3 separate regions of the Zea mays genome follow, and all the other regions are linked to region 1. The links are chromatin contacts, called in public Hi-C maps. All regions are on one chromosome and are shown on one strand. The core of a region is the stretch at or near the end of the contact, and the rest is flanking DNA. Distances in the headings are between cores, read along the strand shown.

Region 1 (4,294 bases), core at 682-3,181:
AGAACCTTAATAAGTGTGTACTGTAACTTTTTACTCGAGGATAGAAAATCACATGAAAAACACAGTTTTTATCATCGTCGTGCAGCCACTGTTTTAAATGTCCGGCTAAGGGCCTTAGCGGTGAGCTTTTAGATAAGCTATAAAGGCTATAACGGCAAGCTAATTCATTTAGCGGGTTTTAAAAAAAACATGACATAACTTTTATATATACATTAAATGATCAATATTTGAACCTTACAATTCAAACTAGTTGTTCAAATGTTCAATAATAAATCAACATACATGCAAATTCAACGTTCAACGACACATGTAAAAGGCATTTAACCACTATCTAACAAACATTAAGTTAAAGGGTCTGCTCACAGTTTGTTTTTGGGTCTCAATGTTTCAAAGGTTCGAACAGTAAAAAAGATTGTGTGTTTAGCAACTAAATCGAGCTAATGTTGTGTATTTAGCGGGCTAAATAAGGCTATTAGCGGCTAATTTTGGTTAGCGCTAAATAGTGTATCTCTTAGCTCCAGACCTCCTGAAAGGCTAGCGTGCAGCACTTCTTTCCTTCCACATTTAAAGGTAGAAAGCTAAAATTATGTATAGATAGGAATTTAAACCATAGTTTTTGGCTTTAAACTCGCGTCTGTACTCATCTAACCAACAGAACATATATATATATATATATATCTTTATGTTTTATACTCTACACTCAATTATGAATGAAAACCGTTGCAACCTACGAGTACCTAATTAACTAGTAAATAATACTTTACCCTGATTTCAGAGCTTACTAGAAAATCTAGAGTACGGCGATAGTGTAGGAGGCAACAAAGTTCTTTTTTTAAAAGGATCTTCACCAGTTATATATATATATATATATATATATATATATATATATATATATATATATATATATATATATAATGTACGTTGCATTCATATATACTAGATGCATCTCATATATTTTTTGTTTGTTTATGAGAAGTTTTTGAAACACATTTAGACATTGATTACAATATTCTGGATTTTTCTCTACTGTCTTTTGTAGCTGAATCTAATTTCTAGAAACTTTTGTTATCTAGTCCAAATCTATCATTAATAATTTTCCCAAAAATCGAGAAACCTAAAATGATTTTGTATGTTTAAAGAACCTTAATAAGTTAAAATCACATAAAAAACACAGTTTTTATCGTCGTGGTGCGACACCTCTTTCCTTCCATATTTATTTAAAGGTAGAAAGCTAAAATTATGTATAGACAGGAATTCAAACTATGGTTGTTGGTTTTAAACTCATGTTGGTACTCATCTAACCAACAAAACATACATATCTTAATATTTTATACTATACACACTCAATTACGAATGGAAACGGTTGCGACGTACGGGATCTAGACAACGACGATATATAGTGTAGGAGGCAACAAAGTTCTTTTTTGAAAGGATCTTCACCAGTTACCTACTGGTAGCCGAATTCCTTGGCACGCGGCAAGTGGAGTGGGAGGTTGGTCTGTGGCCGTAACTCATAACTAGACGGTGGGCCCGTGGGCGTCCGCTATTGACAGCAACAAGAGAGGGACCGGACGCGCCGCGGGCCCTCTCCCTCCCCGAAACCCCCAAATTCTCTGTAGGTGATGCCTGCAACGGCAGCGGGCCGGTTTCTTCACCACATCACTCGCTGTCTCTTGGCATCATCACGGATCGCGTTACATCTTCCTGTCCTTGTGCGCTTGTGCCCGCCTGACTCCAGCCACCTCTAGCTCAAGCTTCCCCCTCAAGCTCGGGCTGCTGCTCGGCTAGGACCAAACTACTTTGTAGCAGAGCTAACTAACTCCTCCGTCTGGCTCTCGGCTGGTCTCGTCTCCCCTATAAATTAAGCCCCCCGCCCCCTTTCTGCTTCCCATCGATCGCCACACTTGAGAGCTTGCCGTCCAGCGTTCATCGGATAGCTCCTGAGCTCGATCTCGGGTCGCGCACAGCTGCTCTCCCCTTCCTCCCGCTCAGCTCGCTCTTCGGTGCTGCTCTCGATCGTCGTCTCGCTCCATCACCGGCGGTCGCTTAGCCTCCGCGATCCCGGCCGGTGGTCTTCTTCGCCGCATTATCTCTCTCTCTCTCTCTCTAACACAAGGACGATGTCGAGCCGGAGGTCCCGCGCGTCGACGGTCTCGGAGGAGGAGATCAACGAGCTTATCTCGAGGCTGCAGACGCTGCTCCCCAGCGCGCGCCGCCGTGGCGGCAGCCAGGTATGAATATACGATACAACGCATGCGCATTCAAACCAAGATGTGCATGATCTAGCTAGCTAGCTAGGTAGTTTTACTTCTCTGATCTCACAGTATTGAGTAGTGACACTGACACCATCACACCGACACGACACACATGCATAAATTAAAGAGTGCTATACACTGCGGTGCCAGTGCCACCGTACCGCTTATTGCAAGTATGCATAAAGAGTGCTATTGGCAGCTGGTAGCTCACTCGCTCCAAGCCAAGAGATCGTCGTGGATCGTCTGATGATGTAAACAAAACAACGGTGGTGTGCGTACGATGTGATATGCAGGCGTCGACGACGAAGCTGCTCAAGGAGACCTGCAGCTACATCAAGAGCCTGCACCGGGAGGTGGACGATCTGAGCGACCGCCTGTCGGACCTCATGGCCAGCATGGACCACAACAGCCCCGGCGCCGAGATCATCCGCAGCCTCCTCCGCTAGCCCAAGTCCGTCCGTCCGGCCATGGCGTGACGGCCGGCCTCTCGCCATCGCCAGATCTCAGCGCATTGCCGAGTGTGTGTGTGTGTACCACATATAGCAGCTGAATATACCCAAGGACGACGTACGCCGACGACAGGCTAAGGCTGGTTTATTAATTGGTAGGGCATTATTAAGTACTACTCCGTATTAACTAGGGCTGCCTAGCTTAAGTATGGTTTCTCTCTCTTCCACTCTTGGCTGTTTGTTTCCTTGCTATACTCTCCTAGTAGCTTAGCTCCTTTTCCATTTGTTTGTACTTGGCTGCTTCGTCCCATGTTCGTCGTCGTCGTCGTGGTGGTGGTGTAAACCTATGTGTGTGGTCTGGATCGAGTTGTTTCCTCCTTGACAGACAACCGACCAACCCCGATCGATCTGTCAACTTGTACTACGTACGTACTGGTAATATATCAATATCTATATATATATCTACATGTCTCATCTGCCATCACGCAGCAGCTTAATTTGTTTACAGCGTGCTAGCTACACTCCTCGCTAGCAGCTTGTTCGGTTCCATCCAATCTAACCGCGCGCGTTCGTCGTTACGTGCCGCGACGCCTAATTAAGCAAGCCATCATAATCAGGACAGTAACGATAAAGACGACAGCCAAACGGCGGCCGGGTCAGTTTCGCGGACACTTGCTGGCCAGTAGTGTGTGATGAGAGAGGCCAGGAGGTCGGAGATAGCTAGTTGGCATGGCATGGCAGTGAGAGCGCGCTGCTGTCAGTTGTCACTTGTCATCTACCTCTCGCTTTGCATGGGATGCCATGCCGTGGCCCCGATCGACGACGCGCGCCGACAGGTCTGGCTGTGCGCATGCGCGGGTCACTCGGGCCTGTCGTCGCCTCCCGGTGAATGGGAGGAGCAGGGCCGGGCAAAAGGCTCGTGGCGACCGCCTCTGCTTCGTTCGATCGTCAGTCAAGCTACGTGGGAGTTGGGACAGTAGTACCTTGGAGCTACCTTATATAGTAGTCGCTGTGTGTGTCGTCGTCGCACGAGAGCTATCGAGGCTAGCTAGCTGCTGGGTCGATCGGTTGAAATGGTGCCTAGCCTAGCTAGCTTCTTTCTGCCTCGCAGGAACGCCGAACGCGTAGATCGATGGCACCGCGTGAATGTGTCCGGCGACGACGCGCACGGATACTACACGGATATGCCAGCCAGTATAGGTAGTCACACGCACTGCGCGCTCTCGCAGCTCACAGTCACAGAACAGTAGTCGTTCGAACTGTCTGATGGGGATAGACGAGGCATCACGAATCCGAATGCCACTCTCTCTCCTTTTGGTCCTGGTAGTGGTATGCACGGCTGGAAGTGGAGGTTTGAAGGCAAGGGATTCGTCTCCCCTGGCATCGAATTCTCTCCTCCTCATCAGCTGATCTGTCGGAGGGATTCCAAGCAGGTTCTGTACGTTTCTCTCTTCGTCAAGGAAAAAAAATCGTCCCCGAGTTTGTTTTCAAAGACGCGCCAGGAAATGGTAATGTTTTGAAATCCACGAGTTTTACGGGCTGTCAAGAGATGTGAAGCTAGGGTGCCAGATCAAGTACCAGCAGGAAGAC
Region 2 (4,294 bases), core at 1,200-3,699, 210 kb before region 1:
TATAAGGGGAAGGTATAGACCCGTTCCTAGGCGTCCTCTGACGGCTACCGCGAGATTAGATGTATAAACATGTTTGGAGATTAGTTTAATCGTGATCTAATCCTGTCGCGGACTGTCCGCGTCTATGGCCGGACTGTTCGCAGGCCGGACCGTCCGGCCCGGCCATATGGCCAGTGCCACAAATGGTGGTCAACAATAGTCAAGTTGTTCAAGGCTAAATCTGTAACATCACCGGTGCACAGTATATATGATTATCTTCTTCTTGACAATGGAGCAAGACATTAGTTGGTGCAACTATCTTAATCTATCTCACCGCGTAAGGTTCCTCATCGACAGAGAGAGGCAGAAAGCAGTCTAACTGAACTGGGACTGGCAAAAGAAGAGCTGTATTTGGGTTTGTTAATAAAGCACTATTTTACACCACTTGGTATCAACACCATTATATGCATGACTAGCTGGTAGTTGGCCGTCCTAAGCTAAGACATCTCCTCTCGCAGGTGTCAACTGCCAGACAAACACCATCGTGCAAACCTTGACTACCCATCGCGCCCCTCTCTCTCAGTTTTTTTAATAAGAAACAAAGCATCGTGTTTATATGAGTAAAGCTAATCATGGTTTAATTAAAAGACGTGTGCAGGGCAACCAACACGCAAAAGCAGCAAGAGACGGTTCAAGGTAAAGCGCGAGAGGTGGACCGGTCACTGGCACCAGATCATACGAGAAGAGGCAGGGCACGGCACTCGCGTATGACTATTGACACACACACAAAAAAAACACGCGACAATGTCACGTCTCACCTCACGAGCCATGCTCGCTAAAACAACAGCAAAAAGACAGGGCTGTTTGTTTCGTCTTCTGGCAGCTTCTGACCACCAAAAGCTGCTGCAGACTGTCAAACGCTCATCTTTTCAGTCAGCTTCTATAAAATTCGTTGGGGGCAAAAACCATCCAAAATCAACATAAAACACATAATTGGTTGAGTCGTTGTAATAGTAGGAATCTGTCACTTTCTAGATCCTGAGCCCTATGAACAACTTTATTTTCCTCCACACTTAATCGTAATGATACTCAAATTTTTCCCACAGCCAGATTTTCAGAAAAACTGGTCAGAAAAAAGCTGAACCAAACAGACCCAATATCACGTCTCACCTCACGAGCCATGCTCGCTAAAACAACAGCAAAAAGACCCGCGCGCGGTGGCGCTTGACATCTTGTGGCTAGAGATGGCAATGGGTACCCGAAACCCGAATACCCGACGGGTTTTACCCGATATGAAGGCGGGTACGGGATGATTTCTCTACCCGCGGGTATGTTAATGGGTAAAAACCTCTACCCGTTGGGTAGACGGGTACGGGTATGGGTTGGTACTACCCATACCCGTCTACCCGTGGGTAAAATATACCCGCATCAATAGCACTATAAACATCTAATAGAGTCCAACTTAGCTAGAATAAAACTCTTCTCTAATTATCATTTGTCTAGATACCAAGTTATGTAATCATATAATTTGTTATATGTGAAATTAAAGTTGTTTTTATATGTTTCTTTAATATTTTGAGTGATTGGTATATTGGAATTTAATTCTTTCCTTGCGGGTATGGGTTACCCGACGGGTAAAAATACCCACGCGGGTACGGGTATGGGTAAGATTTTATACCCGCGAGTATATATGGGTAACCCGACGGGTAGAATTTTTTTGATGGGTACGGGTATGGAATGGTACTACCTGACGGGTATGTACCCGTTGCCATCGCTACTTGTGGCAGAAGCCTGAAGCTTGGTCATAGGCAGGCTGCAGGCAGGCGCCTGCTCGCATCGTTCGTTCCGTTCCGTTCCGTTCCAGCGCTGGCCGATGGGTTCGAAGTAAAAACGGACCCCGGCCGGGCCGGCGGCCGGCCAAAGCTGTGCACGGAAACGGCATCGATCCGGCTTTAGCCAACAAAAGTCGTCGAGCAGTAGCTTTTTTTTTTTGCTTCCTTTTGTCCAGAGAGAGCAGTAGAAGATCATTACTTTTTGTATAGAAGGATTACGAATTCAGTTGAATTTGGACGCCGGACCGGAGGCCGGATATATACTTAACCGCTGGCACGTGCTGGTGGCTTATGATTATTACTCGCATCGCATCGGCAGGCGCTGTGTGCACTCGTCAGGGATCAGCTCAGCTGTCGCGCCCAATGCTCTTACTGCCGGAATGATAAGCTCTCATGCGTCTGCCGCCCTGCGCGGGAATCCGTCGGTGTCGGAAACTTGTGATGGGCACAGAACCGCAGAAGGGTTTATCGTTACGTACGTGGCCGGATAAAGCGAGTAAACCCGTTAGCCAGTTGCCCAGTTCAAAATCTTGAAGTGGACGCCTGACCTGACCACGCAAGTTAACGAGAGAAGAAAAAAAAAATAACCATCAACGGTTTTTCTTTTGAAAAACAAAATAAAGAAGGAAAAAGCCGGAGTCGTTCCAACAGAAGGAAGGTTGGAGTCGATACGATACGATACGATACTACGACGGCGCAACTCCCGTCCCGTGCACACAGCTCACGAACGGGGAATGCGTCGCGCGGCCGGGAACGGGTCCTTGTCGATGCCGCAACCTTTCTGCGTCGAAATTCTTCCAGACCTTTCGTTTCGCCATTACTCCCCCTGATGTGATGACAAGAGACCATCCGCCCCCGCAGCAACTGCACGGCTGCGGCTGCTACTGAGGCTGCGGCACACAGGGTGGGAGTGGGGAGTGGGAATGCGCCGCGCCGTGCAGTACCGAGAGCGAGGCACATGGTTTCAGTGCCGCGGATAGAGAATTCCACGCGCACAGGCACAGCGCCACGGTGCGCGTACGTTTCAGTACGCCGCCTGGGCACCGCCTAAATGCACCGGCCTCGTCCAGTCGTCCGCGAAAGGGCGGTGGTGCGTATGCGTTCCCTCCCTCCCGACCCGGGCTCTGCTGCCTCTCGTGATCTCGTCGCGGACCGCTTCCCACCCAAGATTTCCACTAGTTTGACCTCCCGACCGGGTTCTAGCCGTTCCCTCCTCCTCCTCCTACTCCACCCCGCAGTTCAACGGCAGGCAGCGTCAGGTTCTTGATCGAGTTGCTCCCTTCCCTTCCTTACCCGCCGCCGCGGCCCACGGTGCACGTGCATGGGCTGCAAGGGCTCCAAGCACGCGCTGCATGGGGCCACTGGACTGCCGGCGCGGGCGCCAGAGCCGCAGAGCCGATCGGGCCGCTGGGCCCCGCCGCGGCACTCCGTCGCGCTGCGCTCGTCCACGCTCGGGACGCTCAGCCTCGACCGCGCCGCCGCGGCCGTCGCGGCGGCGGGCCTTTCTTTCGACGCTGCAGGACGAGGCGCCGGCGGCGGGGACGAGTCGGGCACGATGACGAAGGCCGGCGGCAGCGACGGCGTCGACGGTGGCGCAGGGACCAAGCTGTTGGGGCCGTCGCTCGGCGGATGGCGCCCGAAGAGGGTGGAGGCGCCGCGGAGGGCCGTCGCGCCGCGGACGCCGAGCAAGACGCCGGGGCGCGACCCCGAGGAGATCAACGTGTGGGAGCTCATGGAGGGTCTCGACGACGACGACGAGGAGGACGAAGCGACGGACGACAACGTCCGCGGCGTCGGCGACGGCGACGGCGTCGAGCGGAAGGCGCAGTCGGCGCCCGGGTCCCCCGCGCACCCGGTGCTCGACCCGGACCTCCTGGACGCGTTCCGGAAGGCGCTCGACGACCTGACGGCGACGCCAGCAGGCTCGCCTTCGCCACTTCCTGGTTCCGCCGCGAAACGCAACGGCGGAGGCGGCGGCGGCGACGTCGAGACGCGCGGAATCCCGACGTTCCCGGGCATCGTGCGGGCGCGGGTCGACGTGTTCCAGGAAAAGATCAACGCCAGGAGTAGGACGAGGACGAAGCTAGCCAGGAAGGCCTCTCCGCCGGCGCCGGCGCCGGACAGCGCGGGCCGAGTCGTCGTGTACCTCACCAGCCTCCGCGGGGTCCGGCAGACGTACGAGGACTGCTGGTCCACGAGCGCGCTGCTCCGCGGATACGGCGTCCGCGCCGACGAGCGCGACCTGTCCATGCACGCCGGGTTCAAGGACGAGCTCCGCGCCGCGCTCGCGCTCGGCGACGGAGGCCGCCTGCCGCCGCTCCCGCAGGTGTTCGTGGACGGCCGGCGTCTGGGCGGCGCCGAGGAGGTCCGCCGCCTGCACGAGGCCGGGGAGCTCGGGGCGGCCCTCGGCGTCTGCGACGCGGCGCCGTGCACCGCCGCCGCCAAGGGAGGCGCCGGCGCGCAGGACGCCTGTGCCGCCTGCG
Region 3 (4,294 bases), core at 975-3,474, 170 kb before region 1:
GTCTAAATGGTTGTGATGGTCATCAAGCACCAAAATCAATATAAGAAATGGTTTAAGGCCATTTCCCTTTCAGGCAGAAATCAAATGAATGTGCTTGGAGAGAGTAGAATCTTTCTACTCTTCATGACTCCTAGTAGTAGAGAGAGGATCAATGTATTTAATATGATTTGGGAAGAAATTGTCCATGCATCCTGGTATCCGTTGAAGGTTGTATTCATGCACCCTACATCATGAAGATGATTGAAGTTGTCACTTAGATCAGATATGATATGGATGCATGTCAGGCACAACCGCTATACCCCTACTGGATTGATCCCAATAATCCAGCAGACCGGTCAAAGCGGGCTCCTGTTGGCTCTGGTGGTCCAACATCCTCTAATGAGACAGCTCCTCATCCTCTCCTCCATGAGTCTTCCTCCTATCCTACTGCCGCCTCTCGTCCGATGGACCGCGATGATCGAGGAAGGGGTCATGTAAGGAGGCCAACTCCCTTCATGTGTATGGCGAGAGGTCTTGTAGGCATGTTTGCCATTTGTCGTAGCCACACCGCTGACACTGTGGAGCAGCGACGTGAGGCACGTGAGCATGATGACAACATGCACCAATTTGCTGCTCATATGGGTTACAACATGCCTCCCCACCAGCATAATGCCCCTTTGCCAGTCTATCTAGAGGACTTAAATTTGTGGCACTATCAAGAGTATGTGGTGCCTTTTATTAATCTAGAGGATGAAGAGGAAGAATTTGTTGATGATGGATCCTTTTAGTCTGCTCCTGCTCGTGGTGTTGTACTAAGTGATCCTCGACCCTCTTCTTTAGCTCTGCCTCCTCCTCCAATGTCCTTCTTCCTCTACCCAGCCGCCTGTAGAAGACCCTCCACGTGAGTCGTCTTTTGCAGATCAATGGGTTGAGTCTTTGTTTCCATCTTATCCTCCTCCTCCTGGTTCTTATGGCGGCCCTGGTGGATGGTGAGTTGGGTTCTCTTCTCATTTTGGTGCTTGGTGCCAAAAATGGGGATAAATGTGTTGGAGATTGAAGATGGTATTGCTTGAAGATGCTAGAAGGAAAAGATAAGTTGAAGAAGACGTTTTTGTGGCCCTTGAGAGCGACCTTTTGTTCTATATGTTATCTATTCATGTATTGAACTCTGGCTTATAATAACTATACTATGTGATGATGTTTGAACTTGTGATGTATGATGGCCACTGACCATGAACACTTGATGATGCTCTATCTTTATTGTAATAACTGTTAGAACTTTTTATGATGATCTACTATGCCATTTGCTATTCCTTGATGATATGTGATGAGCTATGTGCATGAATTGTTACTTGCATCATGATTTCTTATATGACACTATGGGGTGTTTGGTTTCTAGGGACTAATTTTTAGTCCCTTTATTTTATTCCATTTTAGTCCCTAAATTGCCAAATGCGGAAACTAAAATATTACTGGACGCAATCCATATATCATATCACCTGAATAAAACTTTTCATGTTTCATAAATATTACTTGTATATATTAAGCAATTAATTAATCAAATTAAACTTTATACGAAGTAAAGCATGTCTAAACTTTTCCACCCATAAAAAAGAAAGATAACAACAATTACAAGAATTTTTGTGGAAACTCTAGTAACCCTATAATTAGGTGCGCATTATTGACACAAGCATGCAAATTTTTAACGAAAATATTTATCAAATGGGATCAACACAGTCAAAGACACTTGCCTTGGTCTAAATAGTGTTGTTCGGTAAACTCTAATCCTTGCTCTTGATATCCATGTAACATTTTCTGGACCGTGTTCTTGTCTACGGTGATCGGTCACACAAGCATACATAAGAGAAAACAACAATCAATATACACACAAAAATAATGGAGGCATAAGTTTATCAAAAAAAAATATATTTTTATGATTTTTGGATAATTTTTAAAAATATATTTAGTTTGATTTACCTCGCTGAACTTTCAATCCAATCTGATTTATTTTTAACGCTACGTCAGTAAAATCATCCAAGAGAAAAAAATATAGTTTCTAAAGTTAAGAGGTTTGATAAACTGATTTTACAGTTTAACGAGAAGAAATCGAACCACCATATAGTCGAGAAAACTTTCAACTTTCTCCACCGGCAACGAAATCAGTGAGCCTATTGGGCTGCTGTATAAGTTACTGTTGCAATGGACATCCTAATGGCCTGTGCACATGGCAGGCCAAAGTTTTTTTGGATCGGCAAACAGGTCCAGATGGTCCTGGCTTTAGGCTTTTGAAATACCTGTCTTTTTATTGGCCTCATGACAACGGGTCATATGAAATCCTGCCCCATCTCTTCTTCTTGCAAGTTGCAACCTGAGTGACGGTTTTGCGTTCACTTGGGGACATGGATCTTTTTTTTATGTACAACTGCAGCAAGAATTCGAAAATTGACCTGACCTATTGAAATTTAACAAATCTCTAAAAATTGAAAATAAACAAGGGTCCATAACAGTTGGATGTACACCCCGACAACTCCTTTCCCGACACAGCGACATGCCATCCAAGAACTGATCGACCACGAAAGTGTCGCAAAAAGAGAAGACGCCCAAAAGTTCATCGATGTGGACTATTCATGGATTGTCAATGGCGGATGCGTCTATATGTCGCTAACAATTCGTCGTCGGCTTCTGCACAGCCAGACATGAGGCACCCAGTGTTGCATCAGCCGGTTGTGTACTCTATCTACCAACAAATGTGTCCTGACTTCTGAATCCCTGCGTTTCGGCCACGTCCAAAGCCCCGCTGGCCCACAATGGGTTATACAGGTGTGTGTATGCCCTCTACCTCTACTGCGAGGATGCATGTGTTTTCTAGCGACCTACAGTGCGCCTGACATGGATGTATGATTAAATATGTGTCTAAGACTCTAAGAGACAATTAATTTATAAAAAATCTAATGAATATTTAAAATAAAAGCCTATCAGTTTAGTTTGCTCTTCTTATAAGACCTTGTTCGGTTAAAAGGGATAATCTCACCATAGATTGGGTCTGGATCGGATGAATCCATACCTCACGTCCAATCCTATGGTGAGATTAAATCCACCATTTAATTCATATATCTCTCAAAACTAGTTATTCTTTTAATCCATTGATTCTAATATAAACTTGTGCAATACCTTCATAGATTTGTTCCATACTAATGAACTATGAATAGAATCCATGCCTTCCGTAGTTTAAAAAATTCTCAAACCTTTGGGTTATAATCCATGATGGGTTTAAACGAATAAAAAAACCGAGTAGGTTTGGATTTTTTTGGGGCATGAATTATGACATGAATTTAATTCCAATCCATACTAATCTAGAGCTGGATTGATGTAAATGAACAAGGCCTAAACTGGCTATGAATACGATCCTTTGGTCTCTCCCTTTAAGATGAGCTGTTCATTTTCAACTTTCACACAAATAACATATATGAAATCTATAGGATGCTTAAGAAATCCAAGAAAGCATTAAAAAGAACTCTAATCATATAATGATAGTTTAAAAGGACGATAAGAAACAGAAATGCTTTTATAAAGCATAGAACGAGAACAAGACTAAAGATGATATTTCAAAGACAATACAGAGCCCAAGTTTAGACATTCTCCTAAAGACAAATGCTTATGTTATGGTGATCTTGTACATTGGTTTAAAAAGTGCAAGTACTAGGAAGAAAAGAAAAAAAAAGGCTAGCGTGACTTCTACTTCAGGTATATATGTTATTGAAATTAATATTGTTGTTTCTTCTAGTGAATCCTGAGTATTTGATACTGGAACAATGATTTACATGGACTAAAAAGGACCCAAATTTTTGAAAGAGGCGAGCCGAATGTGCGTGGTTGCAATAGAGCAAACATTGATATATTGGTTATCAACACTTATCATTTATCATCACCATCATCATTATTTTTGGAATTCAATAATTGTTATTATATTGTAGCTTTGTGCAAGAAAATTATATCTTTTTATATTTAGAGGAAGATGGTGGCTATAAGATAATAATTGAGAACAAATTTTGTTCTATTTATTTGAATAACCTGTTTTATGCATGATGTCCATTGATGAATGTATGTCCTAGATCTTGACTATCACACCCGGATTTAAGGGATAAAGTCAGGTGCGTCTCATATGTGCGCCAAAGAAGAACAACACATATAATGATAAAGTGTATAGAGATAAATGTCACAAATATCATAAATGTTATTATTACATAGTGGAAGTCTTACAAAAATAAATGATAGTAATAAAGCGAAGTAAACGTCCATCCTTGGTGCCATAAAG

The links. Hi-C and Micro-C count contacts between places; a contact is called where the count stands out from the background.
Region 2: a contact with region 1 is called in a Hi-C map of ear, with 4 times the contacts expected there. The contact joins the promoter of LOC109942441 here to the promoter of LOC100281850 in region 1. A contact is called at or near these places in 10 of 25 Hi-C or Micro-C datasets (bundle sheath, ear, endosperm and 3 more).
Region 3: a Hi-C map of tassel shows a contact between it and region 1, with 3 times the contacts expected there. The contact joins the enhancer-like site here to the promoter of LOC100281850 in region 1. A contact is called at or near these places in 10 of 25 Hi-C or Micro-C datasets (bundle sheath, ear, endosperm and 3 more).

The regions. Positions count from the first base shown.
Region 1 is chr9:6,391,884-6,396,177 of Zm-B73-REFERENCE-NAM-5.0, reverse strand. It overlaps LOC100281850, which reads left to right and starts at 1,931. Exons shown (of 2, transcript NM_001154770.2): 1 at 1,931-2,231; 2 at 2,549-3,157. The coding sequence starts at 2,121. The coding sequence ends at 2,701.
Region 2 is chr9:6,604,094-6,608,387 of Zm-B73-REFERENCE-NAM-5.0, reverse strand. LOC109942441 reads left to right here and starts at 2,449. Exons shown (of 1, transcript XM_020544449.3): 1 at 2,449-4,294. The coding sequence starts at 3,133.
Region 3 is chr9:6,562,016-6,566,309 of Zm-B73-REFERENCE-NAM-5.0, reverse strand. No RefSeq gene overlaps it. Among protein-coding and RNA genes, the nearest start is that of LOC109942441, 42 kb to the left of the region's middle. Within about 2 kb of position 2,224, at least 17 of the 20 cell types and tissues checked have an H3K27ac peak or open chromatin away from gene starts, as enhancers often do. A contact at or near this core is called in bundle sheath, ear, endosperm and 2 more, where this site is marked.